2 separate regions of the Xenopus tropicalis genome follow, and region 2 is linked to region 1. The links are chromatin contacts, called in public Hi-C maps. All regions are on one chromosome and are shown on one strand. The core of a region is the stretch at or near the end of the contact, and the rest is flanking DNA. Distances in the headings are between cores, read along the strand shown.

Region 1 (6,524 bases), core at 1,540-4,039:
TGGGGCAGTCAGTGCCATTCCAGGAAAGGGAGATAAATGTGTATATGTGCAGTTTTGTAGTTCATTGATAGTCCATGTAGGGGCACATACACTACATTTACGGTGAAGACACATGGAGCTGCTAGTAGCAGCTACTTTTTCATGGCTACTAAACTTCAGAAAATACCCTGCCATAGACAATACTGAGAATTGCCTCTGCTAAAACACACGTTGAGACAATTATCAGTAAATGATCAGCATTGTCTATTTTAGTAGCCATAACAAGTAGCTGCTACTAATAGCACCATGTGTCTTCACCCTTAATATACACGCTGATATCAATGGTTTTATTTTTCTGTGCTCTAGATGCTTAAGCCCGTGAATGTCACCACCATGTCCTCTTTAACCTTAGCATTCCTTTAAAGATGAGTCGTTAGTGATTGGTTATTGCACATAGCTGTGTGGCGATTTGGCTTTATACACTGGAGCATGGGATCCCAGGAAGGCTGAGTCTGTCAACTCACATCATAGGAGCTGCTTACCAAGCGCCTGTACATTGTGCTCAGCCTGCAAGTAGGGAAAAGTAATGAGGCAGTTTAAAGCCCTCTTACAGAAAATCTGCCAGACAGCTGCTGCCCACATAGAATTAATGATTTAACTGTGTGGGAAGCACTTTCTCATCTGCTACAAACTCTGCTACAAACTCCTGCCGAACAAATGGCTTTTGGGGGACCGTATGTAATATATGGGTAAAGGAGAGTGCATTTAGGGACCAGACATCTATTTGACGCTTTGGGGCATATCATCCACTAGCGGTTCTTGTTTGAGAGTATAGTTCCTGTTACAAGTTACTTTTAGTATCGATAAAAGTACAGAACGAATCTAAGCAGCTTTGCAGTTTGTCTTTGTGGTTTATTTTAATCTGCCACTGTGGTTTAAAAAGCTATTTAATAGCCATGGGCAAATACTGGTTATTGGCCTATTTGTCTAGGTGATGTATAAGGGCTCTGGCACAAGGGGAGATTAGTTGCCCGCGACAAAGCTCCCTGTTCGCGGACGACTAATCTCCCCGGATTGCCATCCCACCGGCTAAAATGTAAATCGCCGGTGGGATGTCATACGCGGCGGCGTAATTGCCAAACTTGTGTGATTTCAGTGAAATTGCGCCGCCGCGTATGCCATCCCACCGGCGATTTACATTTTCGCCGGTGGGATGGCATTTGGGGGAGATTAGTCGCGACTAATCTCCCCTTGTGCCAGAGCCCTAAAGCTACAAAGGGTGCAGATAAGAAAAAGGGCAAACATTGCAACTTCTGTGTGACAAAGCAAATTAATTGTACAGAGTTGGGTGTATAAAGCTGGCCATACACGTGGCGATCTCACGATGTTTCGTACGACCGTCGGTCGCACGAAACATCGTCAGATCCGCCACACCCCATTCAGGGCTGAATCGGCAGGTAAGGAGGTAGAAACAATAGGATTTCTACCTCCTTCTGCCGATTCAGCTCTGAAGGGAGAATTTTGGTCAGGCGCCTTCTATGGCGCCCGATCAAAATTTTCTAACTTGGCCGATCGGCGAGCCGACCGATTTCAGCAGCTTCCTGCGATATCGGTCGGCTCGCTGACATGCCATACACGCACCGATTATCGTACGAAACGAGGTTTCGTACGATAATATCGGTGCGTGTATGGCCACCTTAATGGCTAGGCATTAGATTGTATGTCAATTTGTAATTAGGGGGAGTGGTGTTTGTTTTAGCTCTGGTCGTATTTCTTGTAGTCCGCTTTACATCACATCTGGTTGAGGTTGAGATACTTTTTTACCACATGACTAAAGCTGACCATTCACAAACAGTACTAGGCTGAGACTAGGTCATTTCTAACCAAGTTGGCAGCCAATTGGCCAGCTGCAAACTTTTTTTGGCCAAGGACAAAGGGAGTATATAATATATGTTTAGTTACCATTTATTCCCTTTAATCTGGCTCACATAGCCACTTGGATATTGCTCTTGTTTCTGTGTCTTGTGGAATAAAGTTGCATGTCACTGTTCTACAGTTAATATTGGTCCCTTCCCCATTGAAGCTTATAATCAATGCTTATTACATTTGTGCGATCTGAGACTACAGTACCCAGTGGAAACGCAGGTACAGGGATAGTGCCTAGGTCAGATTCACTGCAAGGCAGCAGTGCTAAACGCAGGCATACTATACCAGAAAATACAAATTTTCAGCTGATGATCTCTTAATATTGAGCATTTGTCATCTTAGACTCAAGGCACTAGTTATCTAGTTCACATCTCCCCTCCTCTTATTTTTCCAGATAAGAAAAGTATTAAAATCTTTATGACACTGTCTTAAGTCAATACATCATCACTGCTAAGAGCCCGTGCCTGGCACAATGCTGCCACCATTTGGTCACTTCAGTACTTGCACAGTTCACTGTCCACTGCAGTGTAGATATTTCAATGAAGGCTCTTTAAACTCAATAACATTCCACCGCTTCTTTCTTCCCCATTTAGAAAACCACAAATATGCCTCATGTGGGATTAAATATTCGTGCAGGCTTACAACTTGTAAAAAAAAAAAATGAAATGTGATTGCATAGGAGAAATATAAATAAACACGTTGTGGTTTGCCTCACCATGCAAGAATGTTAATTTCCCTCTAGGCCTTTCTCAACTTCCTGCTCTATTTGGAATATGGGAAACATATATTGGCTCCTCATTATTGCTTTCTCTTGTGTGCCAGTCCTTCACGCATAGTTACAGCGAGACAGTCTTCCAACAAAAGCATATTGTTTAAGCCCCAGCAGGTTGCCTTGCTTTGTGTTTGTTATATTCACGTGAAGAAAGCATTCAACATCTCTATTACAATAGTAATATGACCGCTTGAGAATCCCCAGCAGCAGAATGGGGTCAGACTTTTAGCTTGAGCAGGAGAGCGAGTTAGGAACTGTATTTAAGGGGTAGGAACGGTCTCTGCCATACTATAAATGGGTAATGTGTCACTATATCGTGCGCTTGTTATAGTAGCATTGGGTGCAAGTTGCCGATCCCACTGCTGAGGTTCAACTATAACTTATGGATAAACATGCTGCAGCACTCCAATTCCATGTAGAAAGGCACAATAAACACTTTCTACACGGAATCGGAGTGCTGCAGTGTGTTTATCAGTGTCTCTGCCATACTGTTTCATCGCTATTACTAGCAGTATCTGTGTGTCCCTTGCTATGCACTGCTGGTTCTGTATAGCGAAACAGTGTAACAAAAGCCAGCTAATTAACAGACCTGTGAAGATGCATGCAAAGCATTGTGGGAGCTAGAGTCTTTGCTTGAGAAGAATTGACTTCAGCTACATTGTTCTAATAGTTAGTCAGAAATACTGCTTTCAATAGCAGTTACAAATATTTTTTACATTTTTAATAAATGCACATAGGAAAGTTACCTATAGTTACATTTCCTTTTTTTTTTTTTTTTTTTACAGCTTTTTTAAGGTGGAGTTTAATGAACCATAAAGGAATTGTTTTTGTTATCTTGCCAATAGTAGAAATAAAAAATACTCCAGTAGCTTTTATATTTGTATTTAATAATATAAGTGCAGTTGTTATGATGGTTATAGAGAATATATCATTTCAAAGTTAGAATATGACTGAAATAATCTATTGCCCTATACTAGAAAGGTTTAATTTTCTTCAGGTTTACATTGCCATTCATTTTTTTTTTTTTTTTTTTTAGAGCAAGAGAGACCATCTCCTGATGAATGTGAAGTGGTACTATCGCCAGTCAGAGGTGCCAGACTCTGTCTATCAGCACTTGGTACAAGACCGGCATAATGAAAATGGTAAGTTCCAAAAACACACATGCACCCTCACCTCCCAGTAATAGTTAGGCATGCCTACCAGTCTCTGATTGGGTTAAAGCCTGTTAGTAAGTTGAACAGAGAATAGCCATACATGAGAGGGCCTAGCAGCAAGAAGATCATGGATACAGTCCTTGACAACAGAAAAAGAAAATTAAGGAAAAAATGCAGGGCTAATTGCACATGGGGCAGATTTTAGCCAGTGTGTGGGGAAACAGAAATCTGTTATGTGCATTTTCCGCCTAAATACTTTAATTTCTCTCTAGCTGACACTCATGCATATTTATGTCAAAATGACCATTCAGGGCAGTGCATAGTTTTGGTTACTATACTCTGTTATTATGACATAATACTATGGATTTTGTGTTTTGGGCAGCAATTTGCCCACCTGTACCTAATATTTATTATTGGTGAACTCTATTATAGCATTGAATTTATAGTTCTGATGCTGAATGTGTTACATTGTCAGCTTAATGTCTTTGAGATAAAAGGCGTTGGTTTAATGGCAGTGTCATGTCCCCAACATTCGAAGTCCCCTTTGCTATTCTTTAGAATTTCTGGTTTTCCAACAGATTTTATCCTTAGGGTGATTAACAGGAGATTTGGTCATGACCTAACTAGCACATGGAGAAGCAGACTGATAGTTACTTAAGCAGTTCTTGTTGTACACATGCAATTGAATGAATTTGTGTTTGTGCCTACAGATTCTGGTCGAGAGCTGGTAATCACAGATCCAGTTATCCGGAATAGAGAGCTGTTTATCTCAGATTATGTTGATACATACCATGCAGCTTACCTCAGGTGAGTGCTTAAACATGCCATTAATTTTCTGTAGAATTTACAGTGTGCCTAGTCCCCACTTCTAAATAATGATGATTCAATCATAAAGTGCTTACATAGACTCAGCCATACAATGCAGTGCACAATTCCAGATTACAGACCATATTTGCATGGAGCAGCTTCTAGGTTCTAAATTTGCTTTAAGATTTTTATCGTACCTGCACATTAACTTTTACTCTGTGCATACTTTTCCATGCTAAAATGCTGTAGGCATTTGCTTTATATATAGAACTATAGATGTTACTCTGTATGCTAGGATTTACTTTCTGTTGCGAGAGCATAGGTGATAATGTTCTCCCCATATTCAGCGGTCCTGGCATAATAATACCTGGATTCTGAGAAATGTTTGTATGGATTCAGTCAACATCTCTGTGCATTGCAGGTTACAGCGGTTGTCTATGGCAGTTCTTGCTCAATGCAAATAAATCTAGCAGGCGCACACTGTTATTCTAAAAGTTTTGCATTCCTTTGTCATGCTTGCACAGCAGCTCAGAGCAGAGGTGTTGTAAGTTGTTAATGGAACAGAATATACACAGTCACTTTCATGCTGCTCGGAGTGACATTTATAAAGGGTTCTGGTCAGTTTCAGGCAGAATTAAAAAAGGTGAAGATGAAATTCTTTTACTGGCATTCGCTTTGCTCTTGGCAGCTTGCGTTACGAATGCCGTTAACATGAAACCAAGTAATCTGCTTGATAATAACACTCAGATGGTGCCTAAATAAAACCATCTGGAGACATTTGCTTTGTTCAGAGCCACATAGCCAGAGCTGCTGATTTCAAAGCAAATTAGCTCCAACTTGTGCTGGGGTGTCAGGATTTAGAGACAAGGGACTGGATAATCTTTGCATTTAACTTATCATGCTGCTATCAAGTGCTATACATTCTACATGCAAAACAGCCCCTGCCATGATTAAAGTCAGACCCATACTTGTAATGTTATCAAACAATCATAGCTTTTAAAAAAATGCATAAACTGTTGTATAAAAGCATTCATCAACTTTTTCCCATTAATTCAACTGGCCTACATGTAAAAGTTGTGTAATAATTGTTTATACACACAAACATATATTATATAACAGTTTTATAATTCACTTGATCAGCTCAGGTTGCTGTCATACAGACAACATTATCACTTCAGAGCAGATTTGGTATTACTTGCTGAGAATAATCAGATAATGAATTAATCAGAATTGGCTGATATAATTGGGAGCAGAAACTTACTATATTTTTTTTGTTTTTTTTTTTTTTACTAAAGCCTACAAAATATCTCAAGTAATGTTGTATTTTGTGTGCTGAGCTCATAGTTCCAGTTACTCTATACCAGTAATGTTCTATGCTGTCCAATTTGTCCACAGGAATTCCACCATCTTGGATCTTGTTAGGCTTTTGCATCCAAATGGCACTGCACATGCTCAGTGTGCTCTGGGCTGCAGTAGACAAACTAAGCTTAGGGGTTGTTGGTAATTAACAAAAAATTAGCAGAAAGCAAAGTTGTCACAGAAGCGGACTCTACAAGGCTTAATTGTTCATTTATTCAGATACATAATGCACTGGTCTCCTATGCTGCTGCCAAGTAATGTGACTCTGAATTCGGCCCCCATTACCTCTCCCTTATTGCAACTCTGTAACGTAAAAAAACTGCCTGTGTCGCAAACCCCAACCTAAAAATGCAGAGCAGTGCAGCTGCGTACCTGGGCGCCATCTTCTGTTCAAACGTAGAAGCTTCGGGTCTCACTGCCGACACATACCCTGGTACAGAAAGACCCAAGGATAAAATGTGATGTGTTAAGCTTTAGTTCTCCTTTAAGCAGTGTGGCACTTTTAAGAAGGATATGGATGCTATGAT
Region 2 (6,524 bases), core at 2,634-5,133, 110 kb before region 1:
CATGTTTGAAACAATCTTATTTATCCACAATTTTGAAAGGGTGCCAATAATTTTGTCCAGCCCATTTTTGGAGTTTTGTGTGACATTATGTCCAATTTGCTTTTTTTCCTCCCTTTTTTGTTCTGTTCCAATACACACAAAGGGAATAAACACGTGTATGGCAAAACATGTGTTACTGCAATACCTTTCTGTGAGAAATACTTGATTTTCTGGAAAAATTTCTGGGGTGCCAACAATTTCGGCCATGACTGTAAATATGAACTTGGCTAATATAAAGCATAATATCTGTCCCAATGAGTGTCTGTTTATTGCTAAAAGAACTGGATATGCTAGCTAAGTGATTGTCCTTTAGTCCTTAAGGGCTCTGGCACATGTGGAGATTAGTCGCCCGCGACAAATCTCCCTGTTCGCGGGCGACTAATCTCCCCGAGTTGCCATCCCACCGGCGACAATGTAAGTCGCCGGTGGGATGGCACACGCGATTTCGGCAAATCGCCGAAGTTGCCTCGCGAGGCATTTTGGGCGATTTGCCGAAATCGCGCCACCGCGTGTACCATCCCACCGGCGACTTACATTGTCGCCCACGAACAGGGAGATTTTTTGCGGGCGACTAATCTCCCCGTGTGCCAGAGCCCTAACAAAGAACAGTATCTTGGTGATATATATATATATAAAGCTAGGTGCTGTTAACTACTTATTTGTATAATGTATGCCTGTTTATTTGGCCTAATTCTTCTCTAATTCTATAAATTATCTGCCAAATTTCTTTTCAGCTAAGACCTGTTTGTAGACGATCACAAAACAGCTGCTGTGTGACTCTTCATTTGAGCCTCTACTGAGACAAACAATATGGCAGTTCCCATTTATATACAGATTTATTACACATAGCAGAAGAACAGGAAACTATGCAAAGGTAAATACCTGGAAGATTGCCATCTATATTAATTATGTAATTAAAGGGATTTATACTGCTTGATAAAGGATTTGCAAAACTATAAATATTTTCACTGCTTTTTGTGTTATAGAACTGGTGGTTTAATGTGTGGTTTCATGTTTATGAAAAATAATTGTATGGGAAAGCCAGGAATGCATAGTACCATTTTTCATCATGTTTTTGTCACAGAAGAGCAGTGGTTAGTACTGGTTTCCCCACAAATCTATCAAGGCTGCTGCCACTTGCAGGAATGGTTCCCATTGTTGAATCACTGTAAAATATAAATACCCAGTACCTCTCTCCTTAACGGTAGTTATTGGGATTTTTGTGCATTTAGGAACTGAATTGAAGATATTTTCTTATTTAGGAAAAGAAGTGGATGTGTAGATTGCAAGAAAAAAAACTTGCTTTCTATGTGAAAGTGTGAATAAAATAAGGCAACCAGGTATTTTGTTACCTGTGCTGTCACTTTCTAACTAAACAGATTCTTGTAGCTAACAGCTCTGTTCAGAAGAGTAATGATCTTTCCAAAATAGCAGATATCCCTAATTTTACCTCAAAGCGTTATTTCTCCGGCAGTTTCTCCGGCAGTTTGTTTAGAATGCCAGCGTACAACAGATCATGCAAGTGGGATTTAGACAACAGAAATATTCTCCTTCCTCCAGTGGACTGCATTTGACAGTTACAGAAGGTGTCTATAAAGCCCAGTCCCCTCTCCCCAGATTTTCCCAGGGGTAATTGGCTTTGACGGAGAGTGCTGGCTCCAATAATACAGCTCTGTGAGCTTGTGTGAGCTGCATAATGCTGTCTAATGCCTGAAGGATTCTGTGCCCATCAATCTGTTCTCAGCTGGAAGCACATTTTCCCTGTTTCTTCTGTGACAGTTTATTAAAAGAGATACTTGCCGCATTTACTGTGTTTTTGGTACCACTCTGGCTCTTGTCACAGGTAAATGAAAATGCTCTCCTATTACAAGGTGGTTATGTGAAGGAGGAGATGTTAGTTGTGCATGAATGTGATGGTGACTTAATTATTTGATGGGGGGGGAGGGGGGTGGTTTTAATTATCCAATTTTCTAAAATCTTTGGGGCCAGTTTATCACAGCAGATAATTGTGCTGCCATTGCAATGTCTTTTGACCTTTGTCTGCTGCTATGTTTAGGATTACCTCTATTCCTCTGTGTATTTATGTTGGCTGCAGCCTTAACTGTTAACCTTCTGGTCAATGTGAAATGGCAGTGGGATGAGCGTAATGATGACCAATTTGCAGAACATAATTTTACTTCTGGATTGTAAACTGTAAAGTATAGGCCTGTCCTAGATTTCATTCTATGTATCATATAATGTTTAAAGGCGAGGTGAGTGTACTTTGTACTAGTATTCCATTATTTTCTCCTAATAAGGTGTGTATAACTGTTGCAAACTGATCATGCAACATTTCTTCTTTGTTTGTTGTACAGGAGCTACCATCACACTTTCCTTGACAATTGCCAATCTAGAAGTTTCCCATGGAGAGCAAAAATAAGAGCAATTAAAAAACATTGCTGCCAGTGTAGTTTTATACCTAAAAAGTTGTGACTCTCCTTTATGTTTAAACATGCAAATTAGTTGTTTTTAATGGTATTGTTTTTAATGTTATGCTTTGCTTCCAAGAAAAGTGAAATGTATTTAGTAATATCAATAATGTACAGAAAAGTCTCCGCTTATGCAGTTTTTCACCAGCTGGAGTATCTGCTTATGTTTGTTCATTCTGATCATTCCAGTGCCTCAGCATCTTACATAAACAATCACCACTATGCTGTATACTTCATTTGGCAGAATGATACCTCAGAAATATGTCTGCGGGGATTTTAAATTTGGTATGTACAACTTGTTTTGTGCAACAGTCTTATATACATATATATTGTATGTATGTGTATATGAGAGGGAAACTTTTGGCTTACCTTTCCTGTATCTTTCTGAAGGAGTTCTGCTTTAGTTAAATTGACTTCTCCATGCAGACCAAACTGATAATACTGGCCTGCATTGTGCAGCTGCATTGGTTGTGAGGCTGTGTAGCTCACAAAAAGGCTTCCTGGAATCTGTTTTTGGGCCTAGAAGAAGACAGGTTTTTATGCCAGAGAGTATTGTGACAGGAACACCAAAGGTTTTTTAAATGACCATAATGTTTTGAGTATATTTTCATCAAATAAAATACAGATTATTCACTTCAACAGTATCCAATGCATGTGATTTCTAAATCCCCCTTGGATCCATTTACTTGCATATAAATCAGTGATCTGCATAAGGCCTAAATCAGCTCAGAAAAAACACCTGTACACATGCAGAAGCTAACTGAAATGCAAAGATAGGTGCAGCTCGTTTCTAAAGGAATTTGCTTCAGATATCCTTGTATTGATTCTCTTTGTCAAATCGCTTGCACAACAGAGTTTTATTCAGGCCAGAACAGATTAGAATATTTATGTTCTGCAAAAAAAAATCTTCTAGTGTCTCACTAGGTGCCAGGAAGCCTTTGTTGAATAAGTGACATTGTTGGATGGCCCCAATAGCAGCTAATTGCTAACAAGGGGTTTATCTGTGGCTGCTGTACATGTTATGAGTCAGAACAACACTATATTTTGTCCTTTTCATCAAATGGACCTTTTGGAAAAAAAAATGTGCCTACAAAGGTGAGATAATTAATGAGCACACTGCTGGTTTACCTCAGACATGGCTAGGTCCCTGAACTGTGATTACCTACAATAGACCTGGAAGCGTAGATGGTGTGTGTGTGTGTGTGTGTAGCAGGATATTTGTGTCTGCTCGTAGGATGTTTAGCAGGTAGCCCCTTAGAGCAAGGAGGTGTATTTGCAAGATGGAGTTCTCTTGCCTTCCTTTGTAAGCTCTGTGAAGAGATTGAGCTGAGGGAGGGAGCTGCACCGCTCGCTCCCTCCTGTGGTGAACCATCAATCAGCTTTTCAAGCCATATGGAGTTGAAGCTACAGGGCTGGGATTCCTTCATTACTTATTCCAGCCCTTTTATGCTGCCTCGTTTCTTACTGTTTTCATGTGGATTGACGTTTTCCCGCTCATGTCTTACTTACCTTTTCTTTACTGAATAGAAAGCAAACAAACATTTATTTTCAGAGTGTCTCCTACCTGCCTCTTCTCAGATAATCATGTCCCTAAGAATTATCTGAGGACAAGAGATGGAAGCAGTGAGGCTTATGTCCCATGGATAGATGTAGTTGCCTGCGATAGATCTATGCTACTGTGGGCCACTTATCCCTCCTAAATCCCTTTCCATCGGCAACAAATGAATTGCCAGTGGAAAGGCCTATGCATCGTTTTCGCGTTGCGAGGAGGTGCCTGCAGGAGAAAATTTTGTGCAATACACTTAAAAATGCCGAAGTGATAGGGTAGGCCTTTGCATAGGTGATTTACAGGCGACTCTGTGGGCCAAGGATTAGCCCAAAGATTTTGTGATTATATAGAGCTGCAGGGATGTCCACCCTGCGGCCTGACCAGTTTTGCTAAACTACAGTTTGTCACCCCCACTGGAAACCAGAGGGATAGTGCTTAACTGTCTCTGACCTATGGTTTGTGTGATGCTCAGTGCATTAACAATGCTATTCCAATTTAAACATAAGGACCTCATGTCACAACCACAGAGAGGCATAATAAAATGGTCATTAAATATGGCGTTTTTTTTAATACTCACATAGCCTGGCTGTTTGAATAGGCTTCCAAGTGCAATTAGTCTGTGTCATCCCTCCCCTTTTCTCTGGGAATTCAAATGTTTCATTAGACAGTGAAATAATTACTATAGAGGTCACTTGACATGATGTCAGGAAACATACACATTTTAAAGGGCATGAATCTCGCTCACATGTCTGGGAGCCAGCTGTACACATTGCCACGTTAGCTTATCATTAGTGACTTTCCTTTAGGTATACATATAATATATTTGAAAATTGTTGATTTTACAAATTAGAAAAAAAAATGTATTTTTAGTATGAAGCATATATTAACTTTTTCTATTGGTGTGTGCAGAAGAGTTAAATGATTTGTGATGTTCATACCCTTGCCACTGCTAAACAAACATTTCTTTTCCTGTTGGGATGCTTGCTGTTGAAAAATGGTAATCCTGTTCTTCGTGCTATCAGCCTGGTATTAATATTGGTTATTGTGGCTGTGTGCAGAGGTCACGGCGCAGCCGATCCAATGTGAGGGCTGCACAATCTTGTTAGCAGGCACTGCAGCACAGGAAAGAGGATTACATGGATCTTGTACTCTATCATGTTTTTCTCAGCCTTAGAGCTTGAATGATTTATCCCCTGCACTATTCAGTAAAAGTGGAAACCTGTGTGTAGGTCTGTAGAAGACCTTTGGACACAGTGGTTAAATATATGCCTTACAGGTAGATTTTGCTATCATTCAGTGGGTATTCCCTTGATTCATAGGATTGATGTACACTCACCATCTTGTATTTGTAAAGGTAAAATGGCAGCCAGCTGTGCAAGATGAAAGAGCGGTTTGCCAGGCTGGCATTTTGCATATGTTGGCAGCACTAATCACTCTCTAGCTGCTGTATTTTTTTCCAGGCTTGTTTCAGATGAGCATAAAACAGGCGGGATAGTTATTGCCTGCTTTCCGAGCTTGGTTAAACATCCAAGCATATCTGTGTACTCAGTACGTGCACTTGTCAGTATTGCTGTAGCGTTTCTACAGAAAGCCACTAAACAAAGAGCTCTCAGAAAGGAGCCCAGCCATTGAGGCCGACATCTCTGCCACAGCTGATTATACCCATTGAACAGGCGCGGTGAAACTACGCGTTCATTAATATGAACTTGCTGATGCAGTAACATGCACCTATATATGGTCTTACTGGGGGTTAGATCCACCTCACACTGCAAGTGTCCATTTCATTCTCTATGATCATTTTATTGCAGCAGGGATGTGGGTTTAGCGGTTTATTTTCTTTCTGTTTGCATGGAATGGTTATCAAACCGCTTTTTCCTTTAATCCTTTTAAAGGAAGAACTGACCAACTCCCAGTCCTCTGGCATGGACCACTCAGCTTCCTTTGAGAGGCTTTGGATGTCTGTAGATGTTGAGGTCTAGCTGAACAACAGCAGAGAGGCTTTAGGGTGGATAATTGTGTTCTAATAGATATTTTTAATTAAATCCTATGTGTTTGCATACATTATTTACACCTTATTTTGGCACTGCCACTTGCTAAACTAAACTCCATACCAGTGCTTGCGGAAAAAAAATCTGTGTGGGTGTGCTGTAGGAGTTGTAGTGCCCATCCTCACCTCTACAAAGTACATAGCCACATATAATGCATGGATAGAATATGAGTGGAATATCCAGAGCATTTGCCTAATTCTGTTGCAAGTATGCTTGCATAGAAAAAGACTGGACACCTGCAGTAACTGCTATTGAGAGGCACATAAAACCATAGTGATACATGTATCAACTTCACTGTATAGTCAAACCTACATTTTAGTTGTACATTTAAAGGCTGCTGTTTTTTGTGCTGCTGGTGCTACATTTTATATTGTCTGCTGAAAAATGAGGCCTTCTAGTGCTTGTGATTTATGAGCAGAT

What was found. A called contact is a pair of places that touch in the nucleus more often than the background predicts.
Region 2: a Hi-C map of gastrula embryo shows a contact between it and region 1, with 2.2 times the contacts expected there. The contact joins two enhancer-like sites. A contact is called at or near these places in 4 of 5 Hi-C or Micro-C datasets (brain, gastrula embryo, neurula embryo and 1 more).

Annotation. Positions count from the first base shown.
Region 1 is chr7:89,426,141-89,432,664 of UCB_Xtro_10.0, reverse strand. It overlaps rere (arginine-glutamic acid dipeptide repeats protein), which reads left to right. Exons shown (of 24, transcript XM_031905585.1): 5 at 3,714-3,819; 6 at 4,542-4,638. Among named protein-coding and RNA genes, the nearest start is that of rere, 160 kb to the left of the region's middle. Within about 2 kb of position 2,789, at least 1 of the 11 cell types and tissues checked has an H3K27ac peak or open chromatin away from gene starts, as enhancers often do. A contact at or near this core is called in gastrula embryo, where this site is marked.
Region 2 is chr7:89,540,685-89,547,208 of UCB_Xtro_10.0, reverse strand. rere (arginine-glutamic acid dipeptide repeats protein) reads left to right here. Exons shown (of 24, transcript XM_031905585.1): 2 at 774-913. Among named protein-coding and RNA genes, the nearest start is that of rere, 43 kb to the left of the region's middle. Within about 2 kb of position 3,883, at least 1 of the 11 cell types and tissues checked has an H3K27ac peak or open chromatin away from gene starts, as enhancers often do. A contact at or near this core is called in gastrula embryo, where this site is marked.